Regions from separate parts of the Mus musculus genome. Here all the other regions are linked to region 4. A link is a contact called in public HiChIP or PLAC-seq and promoter capture Hi-C data. All regions are on one chromosome and are shown on one strand. Each heading gives the region's core, a stretch centred on a gene start, on an enhancer-like site or on the middle of the called end of the contact. The rest is flanking DNA. Distances are from core to core; before and after follow the strand shown.

Region 1 (2,700 bases), core at 38-2,537, 560 kb after region 4:
CAACTCTTTGAGGTGGGAAGACCCACCTTTAGTCTGTCATACCTTCTGCTGGAAGCCTCTATAAAAGGCATGGGAGAAGAAAGTTGCTCTCAAAGAGCCTACTTCTCTGAGATTCTAGTGTATATGAAAGACCAGCTGAGACATCCAGCCTCGCGGACTGAACAGCTACTGGATTCTTGGGCCTTATGTTTACAGGCAACCATTGTTGGGTTAGCTGGACCACAGCCGGTAAGTCATTCTAATAAATCATATATATATATATATATATATATATATATATATATATATATATATTCACACACACACACACATATATATATGATATGTATGTAATAAATCATGTATATATGTGATATATATGACTATATGAGATATTTCATATATATTTCCATATATATAATCCCATATATATATAATCTCTATAAAGAGATTCCGATTCATTCTACAAGTTCTGTCACTCTAGAGACCTGACTAATCAGTTTGTCAGAACCTATGTTTCAGGACCTTGTCTGGTGTGCCCCACTGCCTTTAGTACATGGTGCCATATGACCTTTGATTATGGTCTATTTCACACCTTCTGTCTGGAAGTGGGATGGCAGAGGATCAACCTCCTTGCTCTGTATCGGGTACGGTTCAAACAGGAAACCAGAAGTCTTTGTTATTTTAATCAGAAAAGATAATGGAAGGAATGCTTTTGGCCAGCCCTGTGCGTATTACCACACCGATGCCAGAAAACATCTGTGTCCTGAGCTTGGGTGAGGAGACCGGAGCTCCATGCTATAATTCCCGGACTGATTTTAATCTGTTTCCACAGTAAATCACAGCCGTGACCGTAATAGCTATCAGTGCAAGGCCTTCTAGAAGCTTCTAGAACCCAACAACTGGGATTCTGAGACCTTTCTAAACCCCCAGCTAAAGCTGGAGAGAGGATATCAGAGCCTCTGTCCCTGTAGGTTTGCAGTTGACATGCTCACTTAGGCAACAGATGCTGGACCGATTCTTAGACAGGCCAGAGGATAATAGTCCAGTCTGACAGCCCTTGCCTACCCCAGAGGTTCATGCTTATTTCATAGTAATGGTATCAAAGATCACAGAGCCCTGCCACTGCCTCACCATAGGCAGTTGTAAGCCTTCGTGTCCTGAGCTTGGGTTGCCCAGAGATGACACTGGCCAGAGAACAGAATTCTGTGGAAAACTCCATGTTAGCCAGAGCTTCCCTGCTGTTACCACGATGAGGGGAAAAGAAGGAGTTAATCTGCACTGTGGCTTCCAAACTTAGTTCCAGGATATCTTATCGCCAGGGGTGAACCATAGTAGTCAGAGCTCTGTAAACAAGAGGGTCAGAAGCAGATTCTACGCTTCCTGAGAAGAGAGAACAGATGTCATGCGCCAATCCACAGATGCACCGTGAGGGTCAGTTCTCAAAATTCCACTTTCTAATCTTCAACTACCACATGCCTACTAGAGAGGAGGGTTTGGGACGTGAGGCTAGGTTTGGAGGCACTGTGTGGTAAATTCTGCACATGGTCCTTTTCCTCAGAGTAGCACAAACTTCTATATGAGTTTCAGCCTGGGGTGGTCTGAATGAGAACTGTTATTCCCTAGGCTTCAGTATTTGAACTCTTGGTTAGCCCTGTTTGGGAAGCTTTGGGTGGGTGGCATTGCCAGCGGAAGTACATCACTGGGAGTGATCTTTAGGTCCTCAGATTCCTGCTGTGACTGCCATATCTACTGTTTGCTGCCATGCCTTCCCCCATGATGGTCCTTAGTCCTCTGGAACCATAATCCAAAATAAATTCTTTCTCCCGTGAGTCCCCTTGGTCACAACATTTTATCACAACCGAAAAATACTAACGCAAGCCCCAAATACCTGTTTATATTGCATTAGATCTATGATAACCAGGGCAACAGCAAATACCTGGGATGACGAAGGGATGAGAGAATCCGAGTTCTGCCCCCAAGTTTGTCTTTGAGAATAATAGAGGTGATTGAAGACCCTGATATTCAGGCAGGACCACAGGCAAAAGGATTCAAAAGTCCTATTTACCGGGCTGGTGAGATGGCTCAGTGGGTAAGAGCACCCGACTGCTCTTCCGAAGGTCCAGAGTTCAAATCCCAGCAACCACATGGTGTCTCACAACCATCTGTAACGAGATCTGATGCCCTCTTCTGGAGTGTCTGAATATAGCTACAGTGTACTTACATGTAATAAATAAATAAATCTTTAAAAAAAAAGTTCTATTTACCAAATCTTAAATTACTAGAACAATCCAATGAATAGATAAATATTCATGTGGTTAAAAGATACCTGGCTCACACACTAAGTTAATGGTAGAAATCTCTAGATATTTACCACTTACCACTTGTCAAAACAGAAATTCCAACGTGTTAGGAACAATCGTTAGTTGAACACCAGTTATGAATGCCAGGAGACTACCTCAGAAATATTTGAGGAAAGCTCCAGAGAACTGTAATTTGCCTTACACACTGTTCTATGGGAGTCTCTTCTTGTACAATAAGACTGAGCTGTAAATCACAGGTATGCTGTTGCTTGGTGAATTCTCTTCAGGGCCTGACAGGAGCATTTCCTGTCTTCTTCGGATGCTAATCTCCCTGAAAGAGTCTGCTACCTGCATGCATTCCTTTTCTCTTAGTATGCGATATCCCAACTGAGTAGCCTTGAACAATAGAGATATTGAT
Region 2 (2,700 bases), core at 165-2,664, 940 kb after region 4:
TAATTAAATAGCATCACATCAGGGGCTAGAGAGATGGTTCCGTATTTGAAGAGTTCCTACTGCTCTTGCAGAGTTCAGTTTCCAGCACCCATGGAAGGTGGGGTGTCTTTCAACGGCATGTAACTCAGCTCCAAGGGATCTGACACCCTTTTCTGGCCTCTGAAAGCAACTGCACCCAGATAGATAGATCTTTAAATAACATCACATCATTTTAACCCTTCAGAATAAATAAGACTGATACATCACAGCTGGCTAGTTTATCCTTTAAGTCCCTGTTAATTTGTTGGTTTTTTTTTTCTCCTTTATTAGAGAACACAAAATTCCCATATCGTTTCCTACAGTGAGATCTTGCTGATGGTATCCCATAGTTTAGCAGATTCCTCTGTAGTTTGTAGTTTTCTATACATGAGCAGTTGTACTTCCAAGACTTGTCAGACTTGGATGTCTGTCTCTCTGTGTCCCCACCTCTCCCGTTGTGGTATGCATGTGCAGTGGTGTGTGTCTGTGTCTGATTTATACTCATGACCACTTGGCTTCTTTAGGAAAGTCATCTGGTCTGCTAATCCCTAATCCTGTAATCTTAATCTTAATTAGCAGTTCCTTTCACTTCCAGGCTCCACGGAGAAGCCAGGGCTCTTAGTCCATCCACCTGCTCGGCCCGTGCTCCAACTCTGTGCCACACCTCTAATCCCTAAACCTCGTAAGTGAAGAAATGATAGGCATTTTGAAATCAAATCTCCCCTGCCTCCCACAGGAAGTTGCGGGTGATCACTTCTGTGACACGGGAAGATGCATGATTGAGCAACCATTAGTGTAGGGAAACATCAGAACCACCAACTCCACCCCATCTCTCCCTTCCCTTTTCTTTACTGCATTGTTCAGACAAGTCTGAAATTCCACTGGGAGGCAAGGGCAGGCCCACCGGCTGGAGGATAACCTAGGCTAGGTAGTGAGAACCTACTTCAAGAAACAAAAGCAAACATATGGGGCGGGAGGGGTGAGGAGGGGCGAAGACGGGAGAGAGGGGAGAGAAAAGCAAAGAGAAAAAAAAAACTTTTTTAAAAATTAGATTTTAGTTGCCACACACTCCAAATCTCTGGAGGTTTTAGTTCCAGAAGGCAACCAAACAGGGCTCGACAGATAATTTGCTATTAAAAGTTAAGCGAAATATGGGCTCGTTGCCACTTAATCAAAGCCAGTGATCTTCCGAACTCAAGGAGAGGTAGCCACCCCATGTACTCCACCCACTGAGGCGCTAAAGCGAGAGCCTTATCCAGCCGCAAATCTTTCCTTCTCTTTTCACCTTTTCCCAGGCTTCGTGAGCCTACAAGGTTCTTGGCTGCCGACCCAGGTCCCGCCCATCGCCTCCCACGAGGGGCGTGGTCATTGCGGGGCGTGGCCTGAGGCCCCGCCTCTGCCCGCGTCCCCGCGGCTTATCGACTAGAGCCGGGCCTCGAGCTGCCGCCGTCCGGACACGAGCCGGAGGCAGAGCGGGTCCACAGGCCGCAGCCATGGGTAGCCGCGTGTCCCGAGAGGAGTTCGAATGGGTCTACACGGACCAGCCCCACGCCGCCCGGCGCAAGGAGATCTTAGGTGAAGACTGGACCCCGTTATGTGCGCGTGGCCGCGTGCGGGCCCTGAGCGGCCTCCCGTGCGCGCCGTGCGAGCGCGGCCTCCGCGGCCCCTTCCAGCCGCTCCGCTGCTTGGCCGCCGGCGCGGGCTCCGGGCGGGCGGGAGAACCGAGGGATGAGGGATCAGCGCGCCGCCGCTCGCTGCTAGCCCTTCGATGGTCATGTGTTGGAGGCCTCCGCCGGCCTGTGAGCTGAGGGTCCCCAGGTAGGGCGATCCGGACTCGCCCCTCCTGCTCCGACAGTCGAGGGTGACCCCCGCTCCTGGTGGAGCGGTAGGCTCGAGCCCGGACGCCTGCTTGGCTCAGGGCGTGGTCCAGGGGCATCCCCGGCCCCGGGAGCCTCAATCACGTGGTCCAGTCAGCTGCAGGCCTAGCGGGGGACCAGGTTCGGGTGACCCTAGGCTTCCCAGACCGGATGGCTCCTGTGAGTTTTTATTCCAGTGATCTGCGGGACCGGCTGCATAGGAAAGGCGCGCAGCTTAGCCTCCCGGACCTTAGGACAGGCTAGGCCTGATTTAGGAGAGTATGGGGGGCGGAGGGGGGGTTTCCACGTGAGATAGAGAGGTCTCTTATCCCACGTAGGCTGCTCTTAAGAATAAGGACAAATTGTTGGGTATGAGCTTTGCATATATGAACCAGTTCAATTTTTCCTTTCCAGTACTTTGCCTGAGCCGGCATTTTAAAAGATGAAGTAATGTTTAAGAAGATTCCAACATCTTCATAATTAGACTGCAGCCAAAGAGTCTGCCTTTTTTCTTTTCTTGGTGCTAGATATAGAAAGTTGTTTTAGTTTGTTTGTTTTGATTTAATTGAGAGAATCAATGAAAGGCCTTTTAATATGAGGAACTGCCTCATATCCACCATTTTCACACTCTTTCTTAAAAATATTTGCCTAATGGGGGAGGGGGCGGCGAGGCCCTGGTTTCTGCAGTAGTTGCTAAACTTAGACATTACTTGTTTCGCAAATCAGAGTGACTAGCTGCCGTTCAAATGGACTTTATTTTTCTAGTGGAATTCACGTTCAGGGGATCCCTGGTGCTAGTAAGTTCTCTACCATTGAGCTGCACCCC
Region 3 (2,700 bases), core at 153-2,652, 880 kb after region 4:
CAAACTGGAAGTTGAGTGGGACTATAAGCAATCACTGTCTACTAGTGACACGCCTCCTTCAGCTAGGCCCCACCTCCCAAAGAAACCCCAAAGCGCAAGGCCAACTCAGAACTGAGTGTTCAAATATCTGAACTTGTAGGAAACAATCTTACCCAAACCACCACCAAGTCCAACCTGACTTTGTTTACTTCAGATGCAGAGTGTGTATTTTTATGCATGAAATAATACTACATTATGCTGGGTCACCTATGGGGCGTCCTAGTAAGAGGCACGTGATGATCTTTCCTCCCACAACTTGTGGTGGTACTCCTAATCATGTGATTATAAGCCTGTTCCCTGAATTTCTGTATCATACCTTTCTTATTTTGTGATTAATGCATTACATGAGAAGTGGGTTATTTTGAGACTACGTGCTACACCTTACCACAGGCTTGTCTTCTGGTTTTAGCATCTTTTCATTGGTTCTCACCTAAATTGATTCACAGAGAATAAAAGTCTTTTTTTTTTTTTTTTTTTTAAGCACACAATTCAGGTACTGGAGAGATGGCTTAGAGGTTAAGAGCACTGGCTATTCCTCCAGTGAGAAACAATGCACCCATTAACTGTCTGTTGTCTTCCACACTTCCCTTATTCCCAACTTCCACCAACCACGAATCCACTCTGTTTCAGTTAAGCAGTTGTAAACCAGCCAGTTGTTGGTGCTGGAAACCAAAGGCCAGTGTTGGTGCTGGAAACCAAAGGCCAGTGTTAGTGCTGGAAACCAAACTCGGGTCTTCTGGAAGTGCACCAAGTGTTGTAAGCTCGCTTGTGCTCTCTCTCTCTCTCTCTCTCTCTCGCCCCTGACTCTATGGACCTGCCTACATAGGGCATTTCACATAAAAGTAGTCGTATGGTGTGTGACTCTGTGTTTTTATTTCATTAATGTGCTTTCAGGGTTTACCTGTTGTCTTGTAGTTTTAAACTAGCGGTGTTTTATTCCTTTTTATATGCTGCAATTATCACTGTGACTCTTGGGAGATGCTGATCTAAATACAAATTTCCGTCTAAACTTATGAAGGTGATATGGTTTTTATCATCCTTTGGCGAGTTGCTTTTAAAGAAAACTGCTCCATTGTCGTTCCTTTTATCAGATGAAAGGGACTATGACGACCGCCTTTCTTAGGGTTTGCGGAATCCTTGCTCGTTTCCACTCTAACAAGGCAGTCTCCGATTTTAAAGAGCTACAACGACCACCTCTCTTGAAGTGTGCACTATCTTCCCTCCTTTCCGATGGACGCACCGAAAGCTCGCCTCTCTTTCCAGCTGTCATCCCACGAGCTCCTCCCTCTCCTTAAGCTCCCCCCCCCCCAGGAGGAGGAAGTGACGCACAGGAAGTGTCCCGATCCCCTTACATTGGAGGAAGGAATCAAACTCCCAAGATGGCGGCGGCGTCTGAGGAGCGGATGGCTGAGGAAGGAGGCGGCGGCCACGGCGACGGCGGCTCCTGTTCGGCTGCCGGCTCCGCTCAGCGACAGCCCCCGGCGCCCCCGTCGCAGGCCCCGCCGCCCGGGTCCCAGGCACCCGCCGCGCCCGCGCTGGCACCGGACCACCTGCCCCAAAACAACACACTGGTGGCGCTGCCCATCGTAGCCATCGAGAACATCCTCAGCTTTATGTCCTACGACGAAATTAGCCAGCTCCGCCTGGTGAGGGCCGAGGCCTGGGGAGGACCGGCGAGGGCGGCGCGTTCCTGGGGAGGGAGCCCCGCCGGCTCGGGACACGGAGCGCGCGCGTCCCCGGCAGCCGGGAAGTGGCGCTGGCGACGGCCGGCGGGGTGCTTGCTGCTGCCGCGCTGGCATCGCGACCGCCGGGCGGGCGAGGCTCCGCTCTGCGCCTCGCCCCGCCCCGAGGGTCTCCTCGCCCCTAGCCCGGGACGCGCCCGCCTGCGAGAAGTAACGGAGCGGGGCTTGGTGCCCTCCGCCCGGCTGGACCGGCGACAGGGACTCCCGAAGGGGCAGGCGCCTGCCTCGACTGCCCGCTCGGGCTCTGGAGTTCACTCCCAAGTGGGCAGAGGATCCCAGCCAGGCTTGGGTTGTGTTGCAAGAATAGTGTGTATTGTCCCTCCAACCCAGGCTTTCTGCTTGAAAAGGATGAAGGGGGTTTGGCTGTCCCCCCCCCACCCCCCCCCGCTCCCCCTTGAGCCCCAGTTGCGGTTCTAAGATTGCAGTTGTGTTGTGCGTTTAAAACCCCAGAGCCTTAGTTGCTCACTAAAGTAGAGCCCTGGGAGATGATGACCTGACTGGCTTTGCCTCCCTGACACTCCTTACTATAGCGAAGCAACTTGTCCCCTTGTCAAGCTATTACCCCCTCCCGCTTGTTTGCTTTTTTTTTTCAAATGTGCTTCAAGCCCACCCTCCTGCAGTCGGAGTGGTTTACTTATTATACCCTAAAAATAACACATTGTCCTAGCCAAAATTTAAAAAGAAAAAAAATTGCCATTGGAATTTTACTACATCCCTGAGGTTTGACCGAAGATTTGATGAATTACTTGGTTCAGGAAGATATCTCACTTCCTACCGGGGTATTTCCCCTTAGGTGGTTAGGAAATTGGAGGAGGTGGACATTTTGAAGTGGTTGTGAGCTGGTTTGATGTAGTCACTTAAATGTGCTCGGGATTGTTGATAAAAGGACAAAGACATCTTTCTGAATGTGCTGTGTGTG
Region 4 (2,700 bases), core at 186-2,685:
TTACATTTCCACGCCTGCATCACCATGCCAGGTTTGTAGGATGCTGGATAGCAAGCCCAGGGCCTCATGCGAGTTGGTACATACCATGATCATTGAGCTAAAACGCCCAGTCTCAGGTTTTTCTTTTCTTTGTTAGCTAGGACAGTCACTCTGGGCAACCCCAGGATCCGCTGTTTTGTCTATTCTAATGGTGACTCCATTGACTCTGTTGTATGAAATTTGAAGCTAAAATATTTGGTATAAAGTTGTCTTAGTTAGGGTTCCATTGCTGTGAATAGACACTAGGACCAAGGCAAACATTTAATTGGGGCTGGCTTAGAGTTTCAGAGGTTCAGTCCATTATCGTCATGGCAGGAAACATGGCAGCAGCCAGGCAGACATGGTGCTGGTAAAGGAGCTGAGGGTTCTGCATTTTGCCTTTCTTCCATCCTGGGCAGAGCTTGAGCACTAGGAGTCCTCAAAGCCCACCCCTACAGTGACACATGTCCTCCAACAAGGCCACACCTTTTCTAACAATGACATATCTTCTAATAGTATCAATCCCTGTGGGCCATGCATTCAAACACGAATCTTTGGGGGGGCCAAATCTACAAACCACTACGAAAGTACAGCAACATCTGGTCTTGTCTATGTTTTTTTCTTGCCTTTGAGGTCTTGGACTTTAATTGACTGTACTTCTATGCAGTTGCCTGAACAAGACAGGCTCTTACTTTCTGGTATACTGCTATGCATGTCCTTGCCTACTTTAACTCTTATTTGTTCTTTAATTCAGTCTCAACTGAAATTGTTATTTATAGTCCGTCTTCTTGCTCAACTCTACACACCATACCATTCCCACAGCACTGCTGTGTTACAACAAATTGTGCTTCTTGTAGGGTTACAGCCTGTGCTCCAACACACCAGGTTCAGCCACCTATCCTCAGTAAGCCAATTAAAGGACCCAAATTAATAGTAAAAAGCAGAAAAAGAGAATTATTCAAAATTGCTACATTGTGAAGGATAAGGAGATACAAGAGTCCCCAGCCTTGACTTCAATGCCTCTTAGTTATCCTTAGAGTCCTGACATGAAAGTAGGTTTTAACAAAAAACAAGAGCTAAAGATAACTAGACAGTGTGTCAAGGTGTGGTTCTCCGTCTACCATTTTCTTGTTTCATGAGTGATGGAGAAAAGAAACAGTCTGAATGAATTAAATAAAACATAGTCCTTCGCGGTGTCTGATTAGCTACTGCTTTTGTTTAGCTCAACTTTCAACCAGAATGTGGGCTCAGAGGTCGGTCTCAGAGTCATCTAGTGGACACCTGGCCCAGCATTTGTAGACTGGCTAAGTGACAGCTAAGACGGAGACAGGAGATGCATGTGCCTCTGCACCCCAGCCCAGCTGCAGCGGCTTTGAGTAGCAGGAGGCCTGGGCCCATAGCCGGAGGCGGGACTTCCGGTCCCGCTGGCGACCGCGGCCCGCGCCAGGCGGAAGCGCGGCTCCGGGCCAGGATCCGCGAGCTCCGGCTGGAGCAGAGTTCGGAGCCTCAGTGTCCCGGACGCCCGTGGTCGGTGTGGATGCTTCTCGGCGCTGCGTCCCCGCGGTCCGGGGAGGCCGAGGAGGCACGCGGGAGTCGGCGCGGCGGGAGAGCAGGGATCTCGGGGTGAGGACGGCTGGCGGCGGAGGGTGGCTGCGAGGGGCTGAGGAGGCCGAGGTGACATCTTCCATGGGGGTGTGTCCGCGTCCCCAGGCTCGTAGGGAAGGTGGCCCGAGATGGCCTTGGGGGGCTTGCAGGGAGACGCTCCAGAGGCAGCTCTTTTCACCCTCGGGGTTAAAGATGAGAAGGACGTCTTGACCTAACTCATCTGCGAGATGAGCAGCCAAGGCTTGCATGCTCAGCATTGCTTTCTTTGCAATACATTGCTTTCTTTCTCTTAAGACTTCTCCCCTCTTCCAGTGGTCTTCGGAGGGGAATACCCAACATTCGTAGGGAAAACCTGAACTCTTACTCACTTAGCTCCCGTTCAGGCTTTGTCAGACTAATAGGACTTTAGGTCTTTGATTCAGACAAGCAAGCCCACTGAAGTTTTCATTTTAGACTCTTCTCTACCTTGCGGAGTTCAGGTTGTCCCACTTCCTTTGTCGTGGAGTGAGCTTGTAAGTATCTGGACAAAGCTTGCACCTTCATGTTTGCACTTTATGACTTACTGTTTGCTTCTCAATGGGGTGACACATTTTTAGATGTTAAATAGATTGGATTCTTGCCACACACTGAGCATAACTAGGCAAAGCCAGAGTACTGTCACTGATGGAGGCTGGTGTATACTGATTGCTTCAAGTGTTTCCCTTCCCAAGAGTTACAATCTTAATTTTATCCCCCGGTATTTGCCAGTACTGGTAACTTACATCTTACTTGGTGGTCTGACCTGAACTACTTGAAGAAACAAATACAAACATACAAACAAACCAGAAAGCACTGTGCATTTATCCATAACCCGGTATCTCACTGACTTACTTGAGATTTGTGCTGCAGTGAGACAAGTTATTATAAGAACGGTTTGTTGGGTGGCACAGCTGATGTAATGCAGGATGCACCTAACATAGTGCTTTAACATATTAATGAAGACATTGAAGGCAGTCTTCTGAAGTCATGGGGCTAACTGTTGGGTTGATTTCTTTTTGCATCTCTTCATTTCTTTTTTAAGTTGTTTGTTTTTATGTG
Region 5 (2,834 bases), core at 215-2,714, 720 kb after region 4:
CTCAGGTCCAGGGCCCAGCCTAGTTGGTGTAAAGAGAAACTAGATTTCCCCTGAAAATTTGGTCTAGTGAAACAGGGAGTGGGGCTTTCCCTGTAGGAGCCCCTCTTGGCTCTTAAGCAATTATGCAAACATGGCTTTGACCTCAGTGCCGGCCTTGACCTCCACATTGACCTCGACCTCAGTGCTGACCTTGACCTCCACATGGACCCTGACTTCAGTGTTGACCTTGACCTCTGTGTTGAGCTTAATGCCATTGCTGACCTTGACCTCAGTGCTGGCCTTGACCTCCATGTTAACTTTGACCTCAGGGCTGACCTTGACCTCCATATTGACCTTGACCTCTGTGTTGACCTTGACCTCCATATTGACCTTGACTTCCATGATCCGGTCCCTTTGTTTGGACAGCAGCACTTTCTGCAACTTTGGAAGCACTGCCAAAGACTTGTCCAGAATCGTGAGACAGAGCTATGGCACAGCACTGTCCCCTCCCTCTCTCACTCCCACCTCAGTGGCAATCCCTGCCCCTCCTCCCCAAGCCCTCTGCCAGCTTCACACCTCCCAGAACAAAACTGCCAAAGGTGACTAAGGCTTGCACGGGATGAAAAGAAAGGCGGCAAAGTTCACCCATTGTTAAGCGGCAGCAGCATCAGGGCCAGACCTAGATTTCTAACCACATTTGTGTGTATCCGTCGGCCTCCAGTGGGCCAACTGGGTCTCTCTGGCTTAGTTTCTCACCACCCAGGCTGGGCCAGTGTCCCTGCCCAAAGTGACTGCTGCCCCTCCAGCCTTAGTGTCCAAGGCTCCTGGGTCATGGACTCAGTGGGCAACTGTCATGTCTGTTTTGTTTGCCTCCTGTTTAGCCGATGGGACAGAGTGGTGCCTAGGACAATGTGAGAAGGGCGGGTCACACCCAGGGAAGGAAAGGCCACAGGAAGGGAGAGCCTGGGCCAAGGAACAAAGTGAGCCGAAGCTACAGGGGGCTGAGAGGATAAAGAACCTAGAGTCTGAAGAGTCTGGAGGCGTGGTGATGAGGCTTATGGTGCCTTCTGGTCCTGGAAGACAAACAGGTGTGTGGAACATGCCAGAGAAGTGAAAAACTAGAAACAGAACAGAGGAGGCCAGGTCTCGGGCAAGAGGCATGAACTCTGCCTGCAGCAAGACACACCCTGGATGGGAACCCTGGAGGACTGCACCACAGGAAGTCAGAATTTTTTAGTGTGTCCCCAGGTAAAAGATGAAGGGGGCCAGGCTGGCTGTGAGACCCTCGGCCACTCCCCTGGCCACAGTAATGTCCTTTCAGTGCTGGTTCTAGACTCGAGAACCCCGCCTCCCCCACCTTCCTCAAACTGTCAGTCATTTTACCTCAGAGTTTTATAATCCTAAAGTAAATATGTGTAGCCCAAGTCTGGTCTCTCTATTTGGATGGAGATATTCTATCTCTGTTTTGTCACAGAAACAAAGTCCAGTGGGAGTAGATGACAGGACACAGGAGGCCTCTGGGGCTCAATCTGAAGTTTTGGTGTCATCCGGGATGATGTGAGGCAGCCTGGGTGACAGATTGGCATTCTGTAGACAGTGGTCACAGGCGGCTCAGTAACCTCCGGGCTAAGCATGGACATGGTCAACAGCTGCCAGCTCCCACCCTGGGGAGGCACAGCCTTGGGGACTCTCATGAGCGATAAGTGCTACAGTGACCTGTCTCTGACCCTTGTCCCTGCCCTTGTCCCGGGTGCTGGACAGAAGCCAGTATGAGGCTCTCCGGGCAAGAAAGACAGACTAGAGATGGTCTGTCACAGTTGTACAGCAGCCAAGGCAGAATTTATATATACATGTGCCTCTCCATTCCCAGGGTACACAGCCAGCAGTGTAAATACAGACAGTGCAAACATGATAGCTTTAAAGAAAACCAAGCAGCTATAAAGGAAATGCATTCCAGAGCCACACAGATGCTAGACAACTGTAATCTCGGCACTTGGGAGGCTGAGGCAGGAGGATTGCTGTAAATTTGAGACCAGTCTAGACTATTAGTGAGTTTTAGGTCAGCCTGAGTTACAGAATTGCAGACCTTAACTTAATAGAGAAAGAGAAATGTCCAGAAGGAAGAGGGAGCCCCAACCCAGAGAGAAAAGCATAAGTACAGTCAAGGGCGCTTCACTGTAGCAGGTAGCCCTGGGCTGAGGGTACAGAGGGTCTGTGTTCACTGTAGCAGGTAGCCCTGGGCTGAGGGGAGAGAGGGTCTGTGGCTCCCTCACCAGCCAGCCTAGCCTAAGTAGTCCAGTGAGAAAGCCTGCCTCAAAACGCAGAAAGGACGGCACCTGAGACTGCACTGCACACACATACACAGCCTTCTGCTCTTGTGTATACACATAACACACACACAGGCACACTCTCCTGCTCTTGTGCATATGCACACACATGAACTCTCTGCTCTCTTGTATGCACACACACACATACATTCTTGTGTATGTCACATAGCGCATACATACACACACATGTGCACACACAAATATATACAGAAGACAGAGCCTTCTGCTCTCATGTAAATGCACACACATGAAAACACACATACCCAGGCACAGACACAGCTTCCCGTTACTATGTATGCACACGCATGAACACACACACACACACACACACACACACACACACACACACACACACACACCAGTTTTCCCTTTTCTATTAACTGTATCTTTATTTTTCTAGTAAGCTTGGCCTTTTGCTCTTTATATACTTAAAAAAAAAAGTGACCCGTGGTCTAGGCCTTAACGACATTCATTTTTCACGTTTTCTATATTCTTATTATTTTACTTCTTTGCTTATTGTGACTTTTA

What was found. Promoter capture Hi-C pulls out the DNA fragments that hold promoters and counts their contacts. HiChIP or PLAC-seq counts read pairs in DNA pulled down with a chosen protein or histone mark.
Region 1: a contact with region 4 is called in an H3K27ac HiChIP or PLAC-seq map of extraembryonic endoderm stem cells, with 4 times the contacts expected there. The contact joins the enhancer-like site here to the promoter of Disp1 in region 4. A contact is called at or near these places in 7 of 484 Hi-C or Micro-C datasets (the HL-1 cell line, cerebellar granule neurons, cerebellum and 3 more) and 4 of 115 datasets of contacts at active chromatin or transcription factors (embryonic forebrain, embryonic stem cells, extraembryonic endoderm stem cells and 1 more).
Region 2: a contact with region 4 is called in a promoter capture Hi-C map of pre-B cells, with 7 times the contacts expected there. The contact joins the promoter of Degs1 here to the promoter of Disp1 in region 4. A contact is called at or near these places in 2 of 39 promoter capture datasets (liver and pre-B cells) and 1 of 115 datasets of contacts at active chromatin or transcription factors (pancreatic cancer cells).
Region 3: a promoter capture Hi-C map of pre-B cells shows a contact between it and region 4, with 8 times the contacts expected there. The contact joins the promoter of Fbxo28 here to the promoter of Disp1 in region 4. A contact is called at or near these places in 9 of 39 promoter capture datasets (the 3T3-L1 cell line, 3T3-L1-derived adipocytes, the C10 cell line and 4 more) and 2 of 115 datasets of contacts at active chromatin or transcription factors (pancreatic cancer cells and pro-B cells).
Region 5: a contact with region 4 is called in a FOXA1 HiChIP or PLAC-seq map of pancreatic cancer cells. The contact joins the enhancer-like site here to the promoter of Disp1 in region 4. A contact is called at or near these places in 1 of 39 promoter capture datasets (cranial neural crest), 5 of 484 Hi-C or Micro-C datasets (cerebellum, cortical neurons, muscle stem cells and 1 more) and 8 of 115 datasets of contacts at active chromatin or transcription factors (bone marrow-derived macrophages, cardiomyocytes, embryonic hindbrain and 5 more).

Annotation. Positions count from the first base shown.
Region 1 is chr1:182,659,173-182,661,872 of GRCm38.p6, reverse strand. No RefSeq gene overlaps it. Among named protein-coding and RNA genes, the nearest start is that of Ccdc185, 89 kb to the left of the region's middle. Within about 2 kb of position 1,287, at least 2 of the 459 cell types and tissues checked have an H3K27ac peak or open chromatin away from gene starts, as enhancers often do. A contact at or near this core is called in extraembryonic endoderm stem cells, where this site is marked.
Region 2 is chr1:182,281,515-182,284,214 of GRCm38.p6, reverse strand. It overlaps Degs1 (delta(4)-desaturase, sphingolipid 1), which reads left to right and starts at 1,414. Exons shown (of 3, transcript NM_007853.5): 1 at 1,414-1,593. The coding sequence starts at 1,512.
Region 3 is chr1:182,340,308-182,343,007 of GRCm38.p6, reverse strand. Fbxo28 (F-box protein 28) reads left to right here and starts at 1,402. Exons shown (of 5, transcript NM_175127.2): 1 at 1,402-1,685. The coding sequence starts at 1,419.
Region 4 is chr1:183,220,264-183,222,963 of GRCm38.p6, reverse strand. Disp1 (dispatched RND transporter family member 1) reads left to right here and starts at 1,435. Exons shown (of 10, transcript NM_026866.3): 1 at 1,435-1,641.
Region 5 is chr1:182,498,516-182,501,349 of GRCm38.p6, reverse strand. All of the region lies in intron 2 of Capn2 (calpain 2), which reads left to right. Among named protein-coding and RNA genes, the nearest start is that of Capn2, 18 kb to the left of the region's middle. Within about 2 kb of position 1,464, at least 32 of the 459 cell types and tissues checked have an H3K27ac peak or open chromatin away from gene starts, as enhancers often do. A contact at or near this core is called in muscle stem cells and pancreatic cancer cells, where this site is marked.